Linked DNA regions of Mus musculus: region 2 is linked to region 1. Evidence: chromatin contacts called from public Hi-C data. All regions are on one chromosome and are shown on one strand. The core of a region is the stretch at or near the end of the contact, and the rest is flanking DNA. Distances in the headings are between cores, read along the strand shown. Region 1 has its middle 33 kb from the start of Lpcat1. Region 2 overlaps Lpcat1 (lysophosphatidylcholine acyltransferase 1).

The links. Hi-C and Micro-C count contacts between places; a contact is called where the count stands out from the background.
Region 2: a contact with region 1 is called in a Hi-C map of microglia, with 15 times the contacts expected there. The contact joins two enhancer-like sites. A contact is called at or near these places in 3 of 39 promoter capture datasets (the C10 cell line, embryonic stem cells and hippocampal neurons), 11 of 15 datasets of contacts at CTCF or cohesin (CD8 T cells, the G1E-ER4 cell line, the NIH/3T3 cell line and 6 more), 350 of 484 Hi-C or Micro-C datasets (2-cell embryo, 2-cell-like embryonic stem cells, the 3T3-L1 cell line and 172 more), 62 of 115 datasets of contacts at active chromatin or transcription factors (the 230-238 cell line, CD4 T cells, CD4 single positive thymocytes and 41 more) and 6 of 9 other capture datasets (adipose tissue, embryonic stem cells, embryonic tail and 3 more).

The regions. Positions count from the first base shown.
Region 1 is chr13:73,432,603-73,436,390 of GRCm38.p6, reverse strand. No RefSeq gene overlaps it. Among named protein-coding and RNA genes, the nearest start is that of Lpcat1, 33 kb to the left of the region's middle. Within about 2 kb of position 1,975, at least 71 of the 459 cell types and tissues checked have an H3K27ac peak or open chromatin away from gene starts, as enhancers often do. A contact at or near this core is called in Th1 cells, microglia and regulatory T cells, where this site is marked.
Region 2 is chr13:73,503,954-73,507,741 of GRCm38.p6, reverse strand. It overlaps Lpcat1 (lysophosphatidylcholine acyltransferase 1), which reads right to left. Exons shown (of 14, transcript NM_145376.6): 9 at 2,158-2,240. Among named protein-coding and RNA genes, the nearest start is that of Slc6a3, 31 kb to the left of the region's middle. Within about 2 kb of position 2,126, at least 19 of the 459 cell types and tissues checked have an H3K27ac peak or open chromatin away from gene starts, as enhancers often do. A contact at or near this core is called in Th1 cells, microglia and regulatory T cells, where this site is marked.

The DNA.
Region 1 (3,788 bases), core at 726-3,225:
GAAAGACAACCTGGACAGGATTGGGAGTTCAGATAGATGACAAAGCCATCAGAGTTGGCTGACCTGAGTCTAGAGGGCACAGAGAGTGTTATGTCCTTCAGGGTCACATCACAGGATGGACATACATGGCCCATGCTACATGTCCTCAGCAAACAGAAAATTGAAGGGCAGGATTTTCTAGAAGAGACCTCCTATGGCCTAGTAGCTGACCTTGGTTACTACAGACACACGTGAGAATTCACCAGAGTACTCTGGTCTTCAGAGACTCTCTGACCTCCATCTTGGTTGTCACTAGATGACCAAGACCTCACTAGTGGCCATTGGGCTGGACCTAGCTCCAATGGACCTTTTGGAATGACAGGTCAGGCCTCCACACAGTCTTTAGATACCAGATAAGAGCCCTGCCTGTCCCAACACATGATTTTGGGAGTTCCTGAGCAATAAAATACTTCAGGCAGGAGTCCCTAGTCTTCCTATCTAGACGCCTTCAGGGCCACTGGTTTATCTGCTAAGAGTGCCCGGCCCCAGCTCACATCAATTCTGTTTCACACTGGCCTCCCAGTCCGTGGCTAGCACTCACTTGCACTGATGTCCTCGGCCTACTCAATCACTCCAATAACGTTGGACCTGTGAATTGTAGCCACTGTGGCCGCTCACACATTAGAACTTGGATGAAGCAGCTAACCTGCTTATGTCTTACCTCGAGTTGGGTGGGAACAAAAAGCCAGACAACAACCTCCACATCATCTAGTCATCCACACTGGTGTATGTATGCCAAGCATCCTACCCAGAAGGCACTGCCCACCAAGAGGCCAAAGAGCTCCTTCCAGGGAGCCTCCGTGTTTGTCTCTGGCTTTCTTTTTTAGTGACAGGGACAGATGACTCTGAAGGTGGACTGCAGGCACAATTTTCCCCAGCACATACCATCCTCGATGAGGCAGCATGTGTGTACTGCCCTGGTCAGTCTGTAGCTGACACACAAGCTGGACGAGTGCGGCCATTGCTCTGTGTGGCTGGCACACTCCTTCACTGCCCTCCCTGCTCTCTCTCACATCTTGCAGTTCCTGTACACACGAGCTCCTCTGCTTCTTCACAGAGACACTGACTGTTGCTGGCATTGGCTGTGGTTCTAGATCGAGGACACTCTGGACAAGGCACCGAGGGATGCAGGTCACCCACTATCTGTGAGATCACTGCAGGTCACTGCAATTCCTTCTCAGAAGATTTTGGAGACTACCAAAGAGTCTGGGTTGGAGATCCCCTCTGAAGAGACAAAGGCCAGTCTCATTAAAAGGGCAGACGGTGGCTAAGAGCTTCCACTTCCAACAAGTCCTACAAGGTAGGTTCTCCTGAACTGGTTTCCACATATTGATCACCTGTCTTCAAGTACTTTTACTTAAAGCGGGTACTTTCAAGACTGAAACCACTTCCTGGACAGCATTATAAACAGGCATTAACCCTGTCAGCTCTCTGTGCTTCCTCTTCTGCCGTGATAAAAACCACAGTTACGATCACCTCAGGCCAGGTGTGCTTGACAAAAGGCAATTGCAGGTGTCCTGGATCTCTACATCAACAGCTAGAGCGGGTGATGGGCTCTGACTGGGCTGAGCTGAGACACCTGTCACGCTGAGTTGCATCTAACCTAGCTGTGGGTTAGAGTGTAAGTGTAAGACTTATTCATCCACAGCAAATCATAGAGTCCTCTTCAGATTTCAGTGCTGGTCACACACTGGGTCCATAAAATCTGAATTGTGTGGTTCCAGTATAAATGACGCCGGTATAAACCGTTTTATTAAAACACAGTAATGTTAGAAAAACAAGTCCACCTAAATTCACCCGTGACAGTTAAATAAGTCCTTTAGAGCCAGTCAATATTTTTAAATCTCTGTGCTTTGGAGACGTCTCACTGACTGCAAAGCTGTCGGACGGCATAGTCAGTCAGTAGGTTCTGAAACATGCTTTGCCTTTGCTTGGAGGAGCTTCCTGTATGTCCGGGGAAGGTTGATGAGAACTTGTCAGAAGTACGCTGACTGTTACACACTATCACAATGGTCGGCGTGTTCCTCACAGGCGTCCTCTCTACCGTCCACGTGAGCAGGGGAGGTCAAGGTGAGGCTAGGACAAGCAGTGGCCAGCAGTTAGCATGCTGTCTGCAGCAGCAACACTTGTTGGATTGTTCCCCATTTTTACCCTCATTTTATACAGAACACAAAGCCAATTAGAGTTCAAAAAACAAAACAAAACCAGAGTCAAAGCACTTCTCTTTCCCTTCCCCCACCAGATGTGCTCTGCAGCCTCAGCTGTGAAGTGGATTTCCATTGACAGATAGGTTGTAGCCTCAGGTCGGGTGTGGCCCCAAGCAGAAGGCTTCTGGGAAGAACACCCAATAGGTTGGTGTTGGCTGACACAGGCAGACACCCCAGTGCTGGCGGGAGGATGGAAAGGGCTGAAATCGTCCTAAGCAGCCAGGAAGGAACAGAGCTCCAGTCACACACAGCTTTGTCGTGAGCAGGTGGGCCAGGCTGATCCTGTGACACCCCCCCTCCCCACATAGATATTAGTCCTTGAAAAGGGGATGTGGCACTCTCTTTGTTCTTAAGTGAGTCACTGTCACCATCCTGAAGACAATCCAGCAGTCCTGAGAAGAGGAACCAAGACCTTCTGCCCACAGCGTCAGCCACTTTGGAGTAACTTTCAGCCTTGATAGGGCCTTCAGATGACCACCCACCCAAACCCCTTTACAGCCTCCTGAGAACACCAAGCTAGAACTCACCCATTAAGCCCATCCCCAATTCCCTGACCACAGATGCTATGCTGGCCACAGGTATGTGCTAGTCTTTTAAGTCAAAGCCTAGGGGCAATTGGCCACATTACAATGAACACTACTGAGGCCTGACTGGGTGTTAGCACGAGGACACTCCAAGCCCTGGCCTATGTGACCCTTGACCTGCGTTGACAGGACAATGACCCTCAATCCCACAATCCACTTGGCTCAGTTCCTACCCTCACTGGTGTGAAAGTCATTTTCCGTATAAATTAGGGGATCACTCCCTCCTCGCTCTCTCTCTTCTCTTTCTTCTCTCCCCCCTCTCTCTCTCTTTCCTCTTCTCTGCCCTTCTACCCTCTTTGCCGCCCCTTTATCTGCACAATAAACCTCTCCCACGTGGAACCACCTTGGCTTGGCCTGCTGTTTGGTTTATCCGCTCAAAATATATAGATTAATATTATTTGATATTAATTAACACATCACTGGGAATGTCAGCAGCTCTACTACAAACAGCTGTGCACTTTTGTAGTGCACACACACACACACACTCACACACACACACGTGACTCTCTAACCACTCTGCCTCTCTGGTGGGTCATTTCCAGCTTTGAGCTTCACTGTGTGGCTAACACTGCTCTCCAAGTCTATGCAAGATCCTGTTTTCCTTCCTTTTGGGAAAATACCTGTGAGTAGACTTGCTGAGTCACAGGCTATACAGGTAGTTTTACAAGACGTTCCCAGATCTTTTTCCAAAGCGGATGCTGCCAGAAGCTTCCAGTGAGTGGTGTGAACTCTCTCCAGAGCATAGCGACTCGGAAAAACTGTGCAGGAGAGTGGGGGTGTCTTTTTTCGACCTCCCATTGTCCTTTGAACACAGGGGCATGGCTTGGTATCCTCTTCTGTGTGGTATTCTAGTTTTTCATTCCAATTGCCCCCTCTGCAGGGTAGGCATGTAAGGGCAGGGCTGCCTTTGGGAGGAGGCTGGAAGCTGCTGAAACTGTTGTGTGTGTAGCTCTGTGGT
Region 2 (3,788 bases), core at 877-3,376, 71 kb before region 1:
GCACCTACTGCTCAAGAGTCATGGAATAGTGGGCAGAAAGACTGTCAAAGCCAGAGAAACAGGGAGTTTCCTGTAAGGTTGTGTCTCCTAGAAATATCAGAGATGCTATACCAGTGAAATCTTACCAACATGGCTGCCTAAACATGACCTGAAGAAGGATGGCACCAACAGACATACATGCTAGCATAGGCAGGGAAAGCTCGGGAGGCCTACACAAAGAACCACTGGCAACTAAAGAATCCTGAGAGTGGGAGAAATAATATTCCCAGGAGTGAGCACACCGATGACTTATCCAACACCAAATGGTCAGCCCTGGAAACATACATACAAGTAACATTATACATACATACAAGTAACATTATAAAGACAGGCTGTATTTATGTATTTAGCAACACACTCACACACTCACACACACACACACACACACACACACACACACACACACGATTAGAGAAAAAGAGGCTGCCAGGAGGCAGGGGCAGCAGATTACTGAACTGAAGGCCAGCATGATCTACAGTGTGAATTCCAGGATAGCCAAGGTGACACAAAGAAACCCTGCCTTGAATAAAACAACATCCTCCACCCCAAAAAGGCTATGAGCTTGCAAGAGAAAGGGTGAATGGGCACATGGGAGAGTCTGAAGGGAAGAAAGGGAGGGGGAAGTAATAAAAGTGTATTATAATATCAAAAATATTATTTTATTGAAAATAATTTCATACAATATATTCTGATCATGTTTTCCCCTTCCCAACCGCTCCCAGATCCCCCAACCTCCATACCCACCCAACTTTTATTTTCTTTCTCTTTTAAAAAGAGAAAGAAAGAAAACCAAAAACAGAAAATGCACTTCTGGTAAGTCTGATGCTGCCCAGCAATGCTGTATAAGCAAGCAACCAGAAAGCACATGATAACATGCGGTTAGGAATGTGGGCTGCAGACAGCCCACAGAAGGGGCTGAAGCATGGGGCGGGGATGGGCATGGGACAGGACACACAGCAGTCAAGTTCAAGGTGGATTGGATGGTACTGTAAGAGAACACTGTGTTCTGTTCTCTGCACTAACTCCTTAAAATCCCTCCAAATCTGACTTAGGCAGGTGCTATAATCTGGTAATAAATACAATGGCAATCACTTGCTGAGTTCTAAAAGATCCAATTTCTTTCTTCCACCCTCAAAGCAGATCAAGTCAGAATGGAAGACAGGGATGCAGGGACCTTGGCCTGGCCTGAGTGGTCCCTTAGTTAACAAGTGCTCAGAGTTGTCTGTGGTGAAGGCTAAATGAACTTCAGGGTGGAGACTGGAGTAACCCACTCCTTCTCTGGGCATATACCATTCAAGTGGGACAAGGAGGAAGTAGGCAAGAACCAGCTCTAAACAGTGATTACAGATCTGAGCTGGGGTCTTGTCAGATGCGCTCCTAGAATGCTCTCTCCAGGTCTGTTGTCAGGAACTGAGAGTGGGACAGCCCTCCCTGCCCCCATCCCCACTGCCAGGTGGAGGAACCTCAAAGGTTCCAGCAGGTGCTATTGGTAGAGGCTACAGTTAAGCTCCACTGTATACAGCCTCTTCAGGAGACGAAACAAGGCTGGCCCCCTGGGGCTGCGATTTTTGCCTGGTGTGTATGAGGAATATTAGGGACCTTGTTTTAAGTATATGAATGAGAGATAGGGCTCAGAAAGTCAGAGAAAAAGGGTACTTGCATCACTGTCCAGACTCCAGGAACCAGAAAGAGAAAACAATACTTATGTTCTCAACTGTACACCAGAGGCAGATGGCAGCACAGGACACCCTAGGGGCTTAAACATACAGATACTACAATTCTGCCCAGCAGGGGGCGTGAGAGTGCCAGCAAACAATCCCCAGACAGAAGCACAGTGAAGCCTCAAGGAGGCTGTGACCTGAGACTGACATCTTCCCAGGTCAGTGCATGACCCCAAAACACACCAGGGTCACAGATTACTACGGCGGGTTTGAAACTTGCGAAATGAAGCAAAGATTAACCATCTTCTAAATGTTAAACAAGTCAAAACATCATCAGATAAAAGCAGGAGACACAAACTCAAGGGCAAGCACACGATACTGCTAGCACATGCAGAGCCTGCGTGTTCACTCTTGTACAAACCCACTTCCCCAGCACCGCTGGCAGCCGCTCACTCACTTGGCCATGACACGCCTCACATTGCTGGCATACAGGGCAGGATTCCTCTTCTCCTCTTCAGAAGGGCAATACACAGGCAGAAACTGAGAACAGAAGAACGGTGTTATCTCTGCTAAGGCATGGCACTGATCCCACCAAAGCCACCATAATGGTTACCTGTGTGACATTAAAACTAGCAGAACCCTTCCTCTGGAATTGTCCACCCATGACTATACATATTTACATACTCATAACTACAATGTCCACACTACACATACACATATCTAGACCCACAGGCACACAACACCCATGTGCATGTATGTGTACACACAGACATACACAATACATATATACTCACACTCACACTCACACTCACTCACTCACTCACACACCTGCAAACTTTATAGCTCAGCACTGCTAACCAGGAGTACTTACTGGCCCAGGGTACAATGTTCAACTCCTAATGATATGCATATTTCTATCCTTCCATGACAGTTTTATGTTGGGGATTATAGAGAATGCAGTTCTGTAATACTACAGTTTCTACACCTGAAATCTACTGTATCTCTGTGATAAAACATCCTATAAATACAGCACTTAAAATGATCGAGTGGCTCATGTTAGTGCCAACTTTACCATGCATGAAAAGTCAAAAGACTATTTCTGATTCCTATTCTTAAATGAAGATATTAAGAATATAGGAACATCCTGAAAACCTAGCATACAGTGTGTAATGTGTTTACAGTTACATTTTAGGAATTTCGAAAATTACAATGGTCTTTCTCATTAACGGTACCATATACCAGGCAATGTGAAGAAGGATATGTAAAGATTATTACAGGGCCATTCTCAGTTTCTCTTATCTGAAGATGAGACCAGGTCTGGAACAGTTCTGCTCAAAACCACAGGGGTCCCAACCAGTACAAGACCATGTTCCTTCTCAGACCTGATTCTGTTCTCTCCTGACAGCTGAGAGAAGAGCCACAGAAAGATCCACAGCAGAAGGACCAGCACGCTCTGGGCTGGGCTCTTAGTAGAAGTCACATTAGCTCATCTGTCCATTTTGTAATGCTCTGCAGTACTTATGGGAAGTAAACAGACTGTTTGACTCAATACAGGAGTGCATAAACTCATCTCTGAGGTTAGATGTAGGCCCATCAGAAGAATTCCCTTTTTATTCTTTATTTTCTTTTTAAAAGAAAAACAAATAACAAATCCAAAATCAAAAACACCAATCCTTCTACTTAGAGAAAATTCTATAGGCCACACATATGATTGTACTGAATTTAGCCAAGAGGGTAAGTTCAGTACTTAGGAACCTGCCAGGAGCTGGGAGCTGGGATGGCGGGTTATACTCCATGACTTACAGCTAAGCAGTAAAGTGACAGAATGAATTTAGTTATTCAAATCTAGCTATAGTAGTATTAGTACTGAAGGCAAAAAGGTTTCTCTTTTTATTGGTTTTTTTTTTTTTTTTTTTTTTTTTTTTTAAGACAGGGTTTCTCTTTGTAGCTGGGGCGGCCTTGGAACTCAAGAGACCTGCCTGTCTTTGCCTCCTGAGTACTAAGGTTAAAGGCATGTGCTACCACTGTCTTGCTGGCAAAAAGATGTATATGTATCAATTTTATATACTCTTAGACAATTTTATATAC